Linked DNA regions of Mus musculus: region 1 is linked to region 2. The links are chromatin contacts, called in public Hi-C maps. All regions are on one chromosome and are shown on one strand. Each heading gives the region's core, a stretch centred on a gene start, on an enhancer-like site or on the middle of the called end of the contact. The rest is flanking DNA. Distances are from core to core; before and after follow the strand shown. Region 1 overlaps Cdh4 (cadherin 4). Region 2 overlaps Cdh4 (cadherin 4).

Evidence for each region. Hi-C and Micro-C count contacts between places; a contact is called where the count stands out from the background.
Region 1: a Hi-C map of cortical neurons shows a contact between it and region 2, with 2.2 times the contacts expected there. The contact joins two enhancer-like sites. A contact is called at or near these places in 26 of 484 Hi-C or Micro-C datasets (Sertoli cells, cerebellar granule neurons, cerebellum and 11 more) and 3 of 115 datasets of contacts at active chromatin or transcription factors (astrocytes, embryonic stem cells and oligodendrocyte precursor cells).

Annotation. Positions count from the first base shown.
Region 1 is chr2:179,868,331-179,873,829 of GRCm38.p6, forward strand. The region is part of intron 7 of Cdh4 (cadherin 4); the gene reads left to right. Among named protein-coding and RNA genes, the nearest start is that of Gm36066, 67 kb to the left of the region's middle. Within about 2 kb of position 1,726, at least 43 of the 459 cell types and tissues checked have an H3K27ac peak or open chromatin away from gene starts, as enhancers often do. A contact at or near this core is called in cortical neurons, where this site is marked.
Region 2 is chr2:179,718,356-179,724,117 of GRCm38.p6, forward strand. All of the region lies in intron 2 of Cdh4 (cadherin 4), which reads left to right. Among named protein-coding and RNA genes, the nearest start is that of Gm36066, 82 kb to the right of the region's middle. Within about 2 kb of position 3,641, at least 20 of the 459 cell types and tissues checked have an H3K27ac peak or open chromatin away from gene starts, as enhancers often do. A contact at or near this core is called in cortical neurons, where this site is marked.

The DNA.
Region 1 (5,499 bases), core at 476-2,975, 150 kb after region 2:
TGGAGAGCCAAGGGCAGGTGTCAGCCAGGAGCGCAGGGGTGGAGGGGGCAGAGGAAGCTGGAATGGAATGCTAGCAGCACCTACTCCTGTTAGGAGCTCTGCAGGACGGACCCTCAGGGCTGTGCCCTGCTTCCCCTCCTAGAGCTCTCCCACACTCCATTCACTGCACTTCTTATTCGGGAGAGCCCCATACTTTCTGCTCTTGCCTATTTTCCTCTCCTCTGACTTCTTCCTTCAAGGGCTACCAGAAGTGGCCTTCAAAGGCATGGGGTCAAAGAGTCCACCATGGAGGCCAAGCGAAGAGATAGGAATGCCCATGGTGTGACCGTCATTAACCTTTAAGTATGAAGGGATGGTGACAAATCAGACAGGTTGGTCTCAGTCCCCAGATCAGGGTCTTCCTGGGCTCTGACAAGCAGCAGGACAGAGCGTAGCTTAGCTCAGGATCACCCAGTCACAGCCCACAAGCCAAGTCCAACCCTGTAGATGGGTACAGGGAGGTGTGTGTGGCTATGTGCCTGCGTGGTAAGTTGTGCCGACACATACAGGGTTACTCCATCGGTCCGGACACTGAGACCTTTCCTTGATTCCCTGTGGCATTCATCAGACGTAGGATGCAGAGTAGCCAGAGCATCCCCAGACAGTCCACATCACCTGTTGCAGCAGAGCCTTCTCCTTCCATGTAAAGACTTCACAGCACCACTTGTTCAGATCTGAGGTCTCAGACAGGCAGCCAGAGACAACAACCACAGCCACAGATGGAAACTGTATCTGTTGGTTATCTCTAAACTTTGTCAGTGTTTAACCAGGAGGCTTTGTACACAAATCCTCTAGATCCTTCCACAGCACAGGCTCTCACCTCCCTGCATGCTTCTCTGGAGGGACTGGGAGGCCAGGAACTGCCTGAGCCCAAGTGTCTACAACCTCTGTGTGCATGTGCGCACACGTGTGTGCACACACACACACCACACACTCTTGCAGGTGCGTGCACACACATGTGCACATTACCTCCCCCAAGGCCTTAGTACAAACCATTCCCTCTGCCGGCCATAGACCTCTCCAAGCATATTAAGAGGAGATGGTAAATTCAGTTAGCACTCCATGCCTACCACATGCTCTATCCATGTGCACAGAACGTGCCATTATCTGAAGTGACTGTTTTCCCTTATTTATTGCCTGCTTCCTTCCTCGGAGCCCTGCATCTCAAACAATGTCCCCCTTGGGACACTACTACACTGCTGGTATCTGTGATTGGCTCCTAGCACCCATGGGCAGAGTCTATGGATACTGCCCAGTGCCCACATAGAGCATTGGATATTCAGCAACAGAGCGTGATCTGCCCACAGATGTCAATGATCCTCATTTGGAATGAGCTGTCCTAGAGTCAACCTTGGAAAGATAGGAACCCCAAGGGTGGGTAATCCACACCCTCCAGGAGGACAAGAGGAAAGTGAAAGGGGGCAGTATGCAGCCTGTGGTTTGAGTCAGCATCCCCGGGGAAGCATGTGAGAGCCAGAGGGGTTGCCAGAAAGGGCTGAGAAGGAGCCTGGATTCCTCAGCCCTCCCTGCTTCAAGCAGGGACATTTCTGACACTCCAGGCTCCTTCCGTTGTGATGGGTGGTTCTTCATGAAGAAGAGCGGTAGACAGGCAGCATGGCTGAGAGCAGAGCAGAGCAGCTGACTCCACCCTGTGCCAAGCCTGAGGCTTGCTAGGCTGCTGGCTCCCCACAGGCAGCAGCAGTAGAGAGGAGGGGCTGTGTGCACCCCACTGAGAGGAGCTGCATTCTCTTCTGCTTGATGCAGCAGAAAGAGCTGCTGGCTGGAAAGAAATAGGAGGGAAGCCCACTCATGTGTCATAAAGGCAGCACCAGGAGCAGGTGGCAGGTCTAGGCAGTAGGAGCCCCTGAGTGGTTCTGTAGCTCACTACCACCACCACCACCACCACCACCCCCACCACCCCCAGACAGTGGCATCACCACCCTAGCCACCCCAGGCCCGCAGCAAGCAATGCTAAAGTTTGAGCAAGAAATACATCCTTTGGCTCAGCAACTAGAAGCTTCAGGCAGGACGGAGTTTAAAGATTTATTTTTATTGTTTTTTTTTTAATTATGTGGTTTTGTGTGTGTGTGTGTATATGTGTGTGTGTGTGTGTGTGTGTGTGTGTGTGTGTGTGTGTAAGAGAGAGAGAGAAAAAAAGACAGAGACCGAGAGACAGAGAAAGAGACAGGGAGACAGAGAAAGAGAACAGAGACAGAGAGACAGAGAAAGAGACAGAGAGAAACAGAGAGAGAGAAAGAACCCAAAGTGAGTACAAGCACACATTGGCCAGATGAGATAATCAAACTGGAAGAATCATACTCAGGTCCTCTGAAAGGGCAGTACACGTGTCAAACCACTGAGCCATAGTCTCCAGTGAGGATGCTCGGGAAGCCCGAATCTCAGGGACTAGGATAGTGAGTGGAGGTTTGCCCAAGACACAGGCCTTCTGTGACCACCTTTATAGGAGCTCTGCTGGCAGCCTTGGCTCTGCACTTAGATAACTTCTTGGTGCTGGGTCATCATCAAGCGTCCACCTGGGCATCCGGTGAGGTGGGCACATCTCCCCTACTCAACCTCAGGCAAGGGAAGTCTCAGCAGTGGGACATGGCAGAGCACTCTGCCACACCGTGGGACACCGCTGCTGGGGCCCAGTGGTCTGTGCATGCTTGCATCACCTTATCCTGACACTGGGTGCAGAAGAATAGAGCAACCTTCGGACAGGCAGGAATGCTCTGTGATGGGGTTCAGCCTGCTGAGGCCCTATGGAACCCTGGGAACTCCAACTGTATCTCCCAGCAGCCCAGCAACCATGGAGAACAGTGAGCACACAGTCCCCTTGGGCTCCCGGAGATAGAGTGGCTAATGAGAGCAGTGTTGTACAGCCCTTTCCACAATGTCCCAAAGCCAAGGCTTGCAGCCTGCAATGGTTTCCACAGGCAGCAGCGGTACAGGGGAAGGAAGGCACGCAGCCCACTGAGGAGAGCTGTGTTTTCTCAGGGACAGTCTAGTGCCAGCACCTTAAGCTGTGGTACACACACTGTGAAATTCACCTACATACTGTACTCAGTTCACCCAGGGTTACACCTACCTCACTCCTGGGCACTTTCATCACCCCAGGGAGGAGTCCTACAGTGCTGGTGCCACCCCATTTACCCCCATAGATAGCCTCTGTCTGTGGACATGCTGCCTTTATAAGGACATCATTGTGATTTTTCTGGGCCTGACTCTTCTCATCTGACATAATGGCTCTGAGGTTCGTCTGGGCATAGCAGGTATGAAAATGCTATTCCTTTTCATGGCTGAGTGATACTCCATCATGTGGACACACTGATGTTTCAAATACCTGTCATGGGCTACTTGCCTTCTTGGATGGTGCTGTGTGCTCACTGGTGGGCACCGTTTGTGTAGACACCTGTTTTTGGCCTTTGGATCTACACCCAAGAGTGGGGTTTCTGGGTTGCAAGCCAACTTTAGGTCTAACTTTTCAGTTTCCACAGTGCCCTTGTGCCCCTCTGCCCCACAGCTGGTCCTGCAAACCCCCTCACCTCACTCTCAGGCACAGAGCAGTCTCCAGATGCTGAACAACAAAAGAACAGGCTCAGCTACTCCACTTCTCAGTGTCAGGGGTGGGGCAGCAAGGTTCCAACAGTGACCAGTAGGAAAGTCCAAAAGTAGTGACTTCTGGGAAACCATGGGAAGCTGGCACAGAACAGCCCCGAGCCTGAGAAGATCCAGAGACCCTCTCTGAATGGCCAGCAGTGGCTTTGGCCTCAGTGGATGATGGAGGGATCCAGGGGTTCATATGTCTTGGCTCTCAGCCTCAATTTATATTCCCCCATACTGACCACCTGCTAGGATCAGAGAGCCCAGAGTGAGTAGGAGGTTTGCATGCAGCCCTACGGGTAAGGCAGTCTCAGTACTGGGGCAGTACCTGAGGGGAAGTTGGGAGCTCCCAGCCATGGGCTCAGCCTGACCTGGAGAGTGCAGCTAGCTGGACAGCAGTCCAGGCTGGCAAGGGATGCTGCCTACAGAGACATGCTGTGGAATCTTTGCTACTTTCTAGGGCAGGCTGACTGATACATTATTGATGGCTGTTCTGCAGAATCTGCATGCTGGGCTGCAGGGGTGTGAATGAAAGCCCCAGGGATGGCCGTTCTAGTTATCTTTCGACTCTCTAACTTGAAAATGGTCGAATCGCTTTTTAATGAATTCATTGCAACTCCACTGCTGATCCTGGGGCCAGATCCAGGAGCCCCTGCCCTGCTCTCCATACCTAACGGGAGCTAGGGAAGAGGGGGCCACAGGAAAGCAGTTGACCAATAGGGGTGACCCTGAACATAGTACGCCCACTGTGCCCCACACCTTCTTCTGTCTCTATGGAGGGATGGATACACAGGGGTAGAGACTGCCAAACTCAGGTCCACAAGGGCTCAGAGGCGGGTAGTAGACTCTAAAGCATGGCTGGCCTGCCCCAGCCATGATAAGCCAGGCTTCTTCTGGGTTCCTGCAGTATTTTTCTCAACGTGCTGGACTAGCTTCCTTTCCAGGGTCCTGCTGTCCAGAAGCAAGCCCAGCTCACCCTCTAGTGGCAGGCTGCTGTACACACACATGTACACTACATACATGAACAGAGACCTACAGGTATGTACACACATATGAATATATAGATATACATGCACACAGGTGTACATACATTCTAACAGGCATTCGTGTGCACACATTCACATGCACGCACATGTGTTCGTATATAAACATACATTAGAGAGATGGATACTGAGTAGATGGAGGTATGCATGGGTGGGTGGAGGGATGCATGTGTGGGTGGAGGGAGGCATGGGTAGATGAAGGGATGACAGATGAAGAGAGGAATCTTGTGACCCACCCACTGCTTATGATATTCCTGGAGCCAATGTCTGGAACTCACACACACTTCCCTGAGTCATGTGTGAGGTAAGAACTGGCCTTTCCAAACCTCTCAGGAGAACAGGAGTAGAGATTTAAGTCCTCTAGAGGACATCCCAGAGGGGTCCTTTCTACCCTGTCCCCCAGCAGTGCCAGTGAGAAGTGGGCAGGGTCCCCACAGAGCTGCCCCCTGCTGGTCAGAGGCTGTCACTCCCACAGCATGCTGCCTTTGGTCAAGAAAGGCACCTAATTCTAGTGCCTCTGCCTCTTAGTGAGCAGTGAGCACAGGGGCCACGTGACTCTCTGGTGTGGGCAGTGAGCAGGGAGGGTCACGTGACTCCGGCAGTGCCTGATACAGCATGTCATTATTCTTGGCTTGCCTTTCGCAGAGCACACCTGCGTGCAGGTGCTCACTGCCCCTTCACTGTGGAGCTTGTGAACCCAAACTGCTGTGACTTGCTTTTGCTCCCTGACTCTTGCTCTAGCTGGCAGTTCAGCTTTACCCTAACAGTGTCATCCCTTAGCCTGGCACCTTGCAGGCTGTCTTCCCTGTCATAC
Region 2 (5,762 bases), core at 2,391-4,890:
CAGTGAATGCTGCAGGATTCGAGGGGACTCCCTGGGAAGCAAGAGAAAGCTCACTGGGCACAGGCATGAACAGGCTTGAACACAGTTTCACCCCAGCTCCACATGCGGCCTCCCCATCCCCGATGACGCCCCTGCCCTTAGTGGTCTTCAGGCCTCACTGCCCTCCATTGGCTCTGCTCAATGTGGCTAAACCTAAGCACCATTTCTTCAGCACAGGTTTGGAGCCATCTACTGGGTGCCTGGTATCAGGGTGAAAGAAAAAGAGACAGGGATTCCCGAACCCACCACACCAAAGTTTTCAGGACCCGACAGATGCTGTGGTCCTCAGGGCCCCAAGGTATACAGAGGCCCTGAAAGTATTATATTCTTTATAAATCAGGAAGAAAAAGTCCCACGACTTGCATTATGGTTTGGTTTGGTTTTGTCTTGTTTTGCCAATATAGTAGAGGATTGGAAGTCCCTTGGTTTTGAGGAAGGTAGAATACACCAGGTCAGAGAAGCCCTGGCTGAGCCTGAGTCTGGCAAAGTTCTGGGGAGCTACTTGGGGTGCAGTCCAACGGGCTGTGTGGGAGGCCACCAAGGAAGATTGTCGTAGGTGACCAAGGGTGAGGTCTGCCTGCAGGAAGAACCTGGGGTTCTATTGGGATGAGCCAGGAGACATTGTGGGTGGAAGAACTGCAGAAACTGAAAGACTGACAACCTGCCTTAAGTACGGAAACAAAGCCCTTTGCATGGGTTCTGTTGCTGCTGTGCTGGGTGACCTTGAGCTTGGTGGCTCGCAGGTGGGAAGTCTCACAGGGCAGAAGCCTTTCCCACTGTAACCCACCTCCATTGTAATCCACTCCAGAGCCACCCCCTGCCTCGGCTATGACCTTTCCTCCATCCTGTGAGCCGCCAGTCACATCCTGCTGACCTCTGCTTCTGCCCTGAGTCATGTCTCCATCCGAAACCCTTAACCAGTTCCAAAGACCCCTCTTTCCATCTCATGTGAGGAAGTCTGTCTGAGGCCATTAATCTACACTGCAGACCTGTGAGGCCAGAGTGTGTCGGAAAGAGACTCCACCAGTAACCATCTGAGTTACACGTATGTCAGGGGATGCAATGCTGCGTGCAAAGGCCCACATCACCAGTAACCATCTGAGTTACACGTATGTCAGGGGATGCAATGCTGCATGCAAAGGCCCACATCACCAGTAACCATCTGAGTTACACATATGTCAGGGGTGCAGTGCTGCGTGCAAAGGCCCACATCACCAGCCCCGAGCCTGCCCTGTGCCATGGGCAGTGGGCTTGGCAAAGGTAGCGCTTTTGCCTTTAGATCTTGGTGTGCCTGTTCTGGTCCACCCGAGTGCCTCTTTTCCCTTCACCTGGTGCTATCTGTGGGCAGTGGAGCACAGTTAGTCTGTTGAGATGCTGCTGTGTGGCAGGTGCTCCAGAAAAGTAACTCTGATGTTACCTGGGGGGTACCCTTGGCGACTCTGAGAGAGACACCTAAACTTCAATACATACAGGAAAGATTAAGAGGCTGTGTGCCAGGAGGGGTCAGGATGGAAAATTCCTGAAAGAAGCGTGATTGGATGGGGAGGTCACACACCAAGGAAATGGGATTCTCACTAAAGGCAGGGGTGGGAACGAGAGGCCTCGCTGCATGGCAGGGAGCACAGCAAACTAACTTAATGGGATTGTTGCTAAAACAAAGCAGAAGTGGCCAAAAGGAGGGCTTAAGAGAGACCAACTGAAGTCTAGTCACTAGAGCAGCCCCTGGGAGTTGTCTCGGGTAGCCCCAGTGGGCATACAGACAGCACCAGCCCATGAAGGGCATGAACTGGACTCAAAAGCAAGCCCAAGCATATGAGCTCTGGGTCCTCGCTCACTTTTTGGGCTTTCCTAGCTCTCAACAGCTCTGCTCTCAACTCTGTGATAAAGGAAAGCTTTGGATGATGGGTGTCACTGTGGACTAGCTAAGCACCAGGATAGGAGAGACTGAAGGTCACCAGAGTGCAGAGGTGCCAAGGTTGCCCAGGCCCCCTCACTGCCTGTGAATGCAGCTGCCCTGAGCGGTGCCAGAAGCTAATTTCAACAGCTGCTACTCTTCCCTCTGTCCCTGCTCCTCTGTGAGGTTCTGAAACACTCTACACAGAGACAAAAGCAGCTAGGTCAGGCAGCAAGGCAGAGACCAGCCTCCCATACCCGCTGTTTACTGGGAGCCAGGGAGGTGCTCATTCAGGAAGGGACCCCTGCAGTGAGCATCGTAAGAGAAAGGAATTCCAGACTCCAGATGTGCAGAAATAGAGCAACCACTTACTCAGTCTATGGACTCAGGATTCACCAGGAGTCAGTCAAGTACCCCAAAGTGACAGGGAAGGGTGGATGGCAGACAGACAGCCACCAGGCCCCAACTCTCCTTCAAGGCTAATGGGGAGATAGGTTCAGGGGCAGTGATGTCACATGTCAGTGTGAACCAGTGTGGCTAAGACTTCATCAGTTGCCTGTCAGGAAGAAATCAAGATTTTCAGCCAGGGGTATCCTAGTGACTTTGCACAGAGGCTTTAAGAACAGAAGCATGGTCTTTGAGAGTCCACCATTACATGAATTACCCTGTGCAGAAGAGTCCCAGGCTACCTTGTCCTGCTCACCTATAGCTCAAACCACTGATGTGTCAGAGGCATGGACAGTTCCAGGAGCTCCTGGGTGCTGCCTTCCTGAGGGACTCTGAATCACATTACAACCATGTACCAGTAGGCATGTCACTGAGCATATATTATCTTTAAATGTGAATGAACATATATAAACTAACTAACAGAATAAGAGGTGTGCACACATGTGTGTGTATATGTGTATGTGTTGTATGCATACACATTTGCATGTGTGTACGCATGTGTGTGTGTGTGTGTGTGCATGTACATGTGTCTGTGTGCATGAGCGCATGTACACATGTGCATGTTCGTGCAGGTTGGGAACCAAGCCCAGAGCGTCAGACACCCTTATCAAATGCTCTCCCACTGAACTGCACCCCAGTCCCCATGTTTGGTTTTAAAAAAAACAAAACTCAATCCATATATAAATAGATTTGCAAGATGGATGCGCCCTAGGGATTTCTGTTTGTTTGTTTCTCTCGTTATACAAACAGAGCCCTTCCTGTACATTCTGTCAGGATGCAGTAACAGAATGCCACAGGCTGGGAGACTTCAGAGGAATCACTTAGTAACCGCTCTCACTCCTGAAGGCTAAAGGCGCTGGCCTCTGCTGCTGCTGTTCAGGGACTGCCATCTCTGTGTGCTCCTGTGACCAGAGGGAAAGAGCAGACCTTGTACAGGCTGGTGTCTGGGGACACCAGGCCTCTGGGAGGAGGGGCTACCTCACCCAGGAGCCTCCCTGCTTCCTGAGATGCCCATCTAGCTCCACGCACCGGCCGTCCTGTGTTACTGTCCCCAGGGCTTCTCCTCACCGTGGTAGCAGCTCTCTTTCTGGATGAGGTATAGAGGGCTACAGACACGGCCCCAGCCTCCCCAGGTACCACCACTCATCCATTTCCCAGAATCCCACGCATTCCAAATAGAGTCACAGAGCCCAACGGCGCTGGAAGATTCTGCCAAGCACTTCAGTAAGGAGATGAATTGGATAACGGAAGAAAAGCTTCTTCAAGGAGTTGGAGCTGATCCAGCCTGAAACATTTTGTTAGAACAACATTTTCTGATTCCAATGTACTGGGGTGGTTAACTTCTGTGTCAGCTCCAAGCTGCAGGTGTGGGCTAAAAAAAAAAAAAAAAAAAAAAAAAGAAGAAGAAGAAGAAAGAAAGAAAAGAAAAAAAGGAAAAGCAAATTTGGTTACTCGAGAATGCTACAAAGTGGCAGCTTGGTGTCCACAAGGCCGAGCCGGTGTTTGACCAGGGTTCACTGCACAGCAGCTTCCTTTCAGTTTACAAAACAGAGCAAGAGGCTGGCAGGGGTCGGGGAGGCAGTGAGGAGGTGGAAGGGTCACCACCGGCCTGTCCTCTGTGTCCAGCAGATATAGGAACAGAGGGGTAGCTTGACTAGGCCAGCATACATCTCCCCTGCATGCCGGGGTCCCTGCTGCTAACAAGGTCTGACCTCAGGCTCTTCAGGAGGCACCTGTTTGTCTTTCCAAAGGCAACATCTTAATTCTCTGTTTTCTCGCTGCCTCCCTTTCTCGAGCATCCAAGATCTCCTAAATCTCAGGTAACAGTGAGGATTCCAGAAACATGGAGCATAAACAGCCACAAAAACATCAGGCTAGGAGGGTAGTCGGCAAGCATGTCACGTATGTTTTATATCTCTCTACTTCAAAATGAGATAACATGAAATCATCTAACAGGGAAAGAGCTATATGCATATAGACACATGCCTGAACATGCACACATGATATACATGGGCACATAGGCACACAGACTCATACATGCAAACACAGACGTGAGCATATATGCAGAAGTGAAAATAACTACTGTTTGAATTTGGGAGATCTAGAAGTCCCAAGTACATAGCACCCTATCCTGGCTGATTGTGACTTGGGAGGCAGGACCTGTTTTCTAAAGGTAGGGAGGGTCCAAGGATAGAGTCCCATGTCTGTGTGATACCCCCACACTGTGGGCATCACAGGTAGTGCACCACAGGACAAGATAATACCACCCCTGCTTCTGGAGAGGAGCTCACTCAGGACGTTGCAGCCATGTGGCCCACCTGCTATAGGATTGTGGCCTCCCAAGGAGGGTTAACACCAGCAGACATTACTAAAAGCACATGACCAAAACATGGCCCAGGCTGCCAGGAGGCCACATGATTTAAGCTTATCACCATGAAGTGGGCTCCTGTCCCTCGGCTGCATTTTGATGTGGCATGATGTCAGACTGAAACAGGAAACACCCCAGTCCGGAATGCCCCTCACTGCAGATGGCTGGGCCACAGTCATCTCCTTCTGACATCCTCAGGGGACCACAGACAACAGATACAGACAGTACAGCCACCATCACCACCCTCAGTTAACCCAGCAAGCATATTGTGTAACAAAATAAGAAGGTAAACTCTGATCCTGTCCGCCAGTTGTCCAGCAGGAGATTCCTGCCACAGGGTGGAAGGGAGCTCGGTGAAGCTGTGTGGAAGTTACAGATGGGACCCAGGCCGCTGGCAAGGCATCATGGGTAGGCAGAGATTACAGATGGAACTTAGGCCGCTGGCAAGGCATCATGGGTAGGAGGAGATTAAAGGTGGGACCCAGGCCACTGGCAAGGCATCATGGGGAGGAGGAGATTACAGAAGGACCCCAGGCCGCTGGCAACGCATCATGGGTAGAAGGAGAAGCAAGGCATCATGGGGAGGACGGAGGAGTCAGCTTGACTTGAGAGCCGTCTGCAACCCTTGATTTGTAGAGCTTGCCTGCCTCTAGTGTTTGTCTCAGCTGTAAGGACCAGCTCCAGATGCTGGTGGTGGACTCTTCTTTTGGCATCCAAAAGCTGGCCACACGGCAGTAAGCAGGGTCCAACCGCGTCTGGCCCCTCTTGGCTTCCCAGTTTAAAGCCTTCATCTATAAGATGGGGCCTAGTATAAGTAGAGTCTAGTCTAACTCCTTTGTGCTTTCTTTCTAACTTCTGTTTCCCAAGTCTCCCTCTCGCAGGCTCTGTGAACTTCATTGTTGTGACTCTGAAGTGACATATTCAGGTCACGATTTATAAGTCGCCATGGACTTGCTTTAAGGACTGTGACTGATATTGTCACCTGCACTAGGAACAGGAGATGTGCGGTTCAGT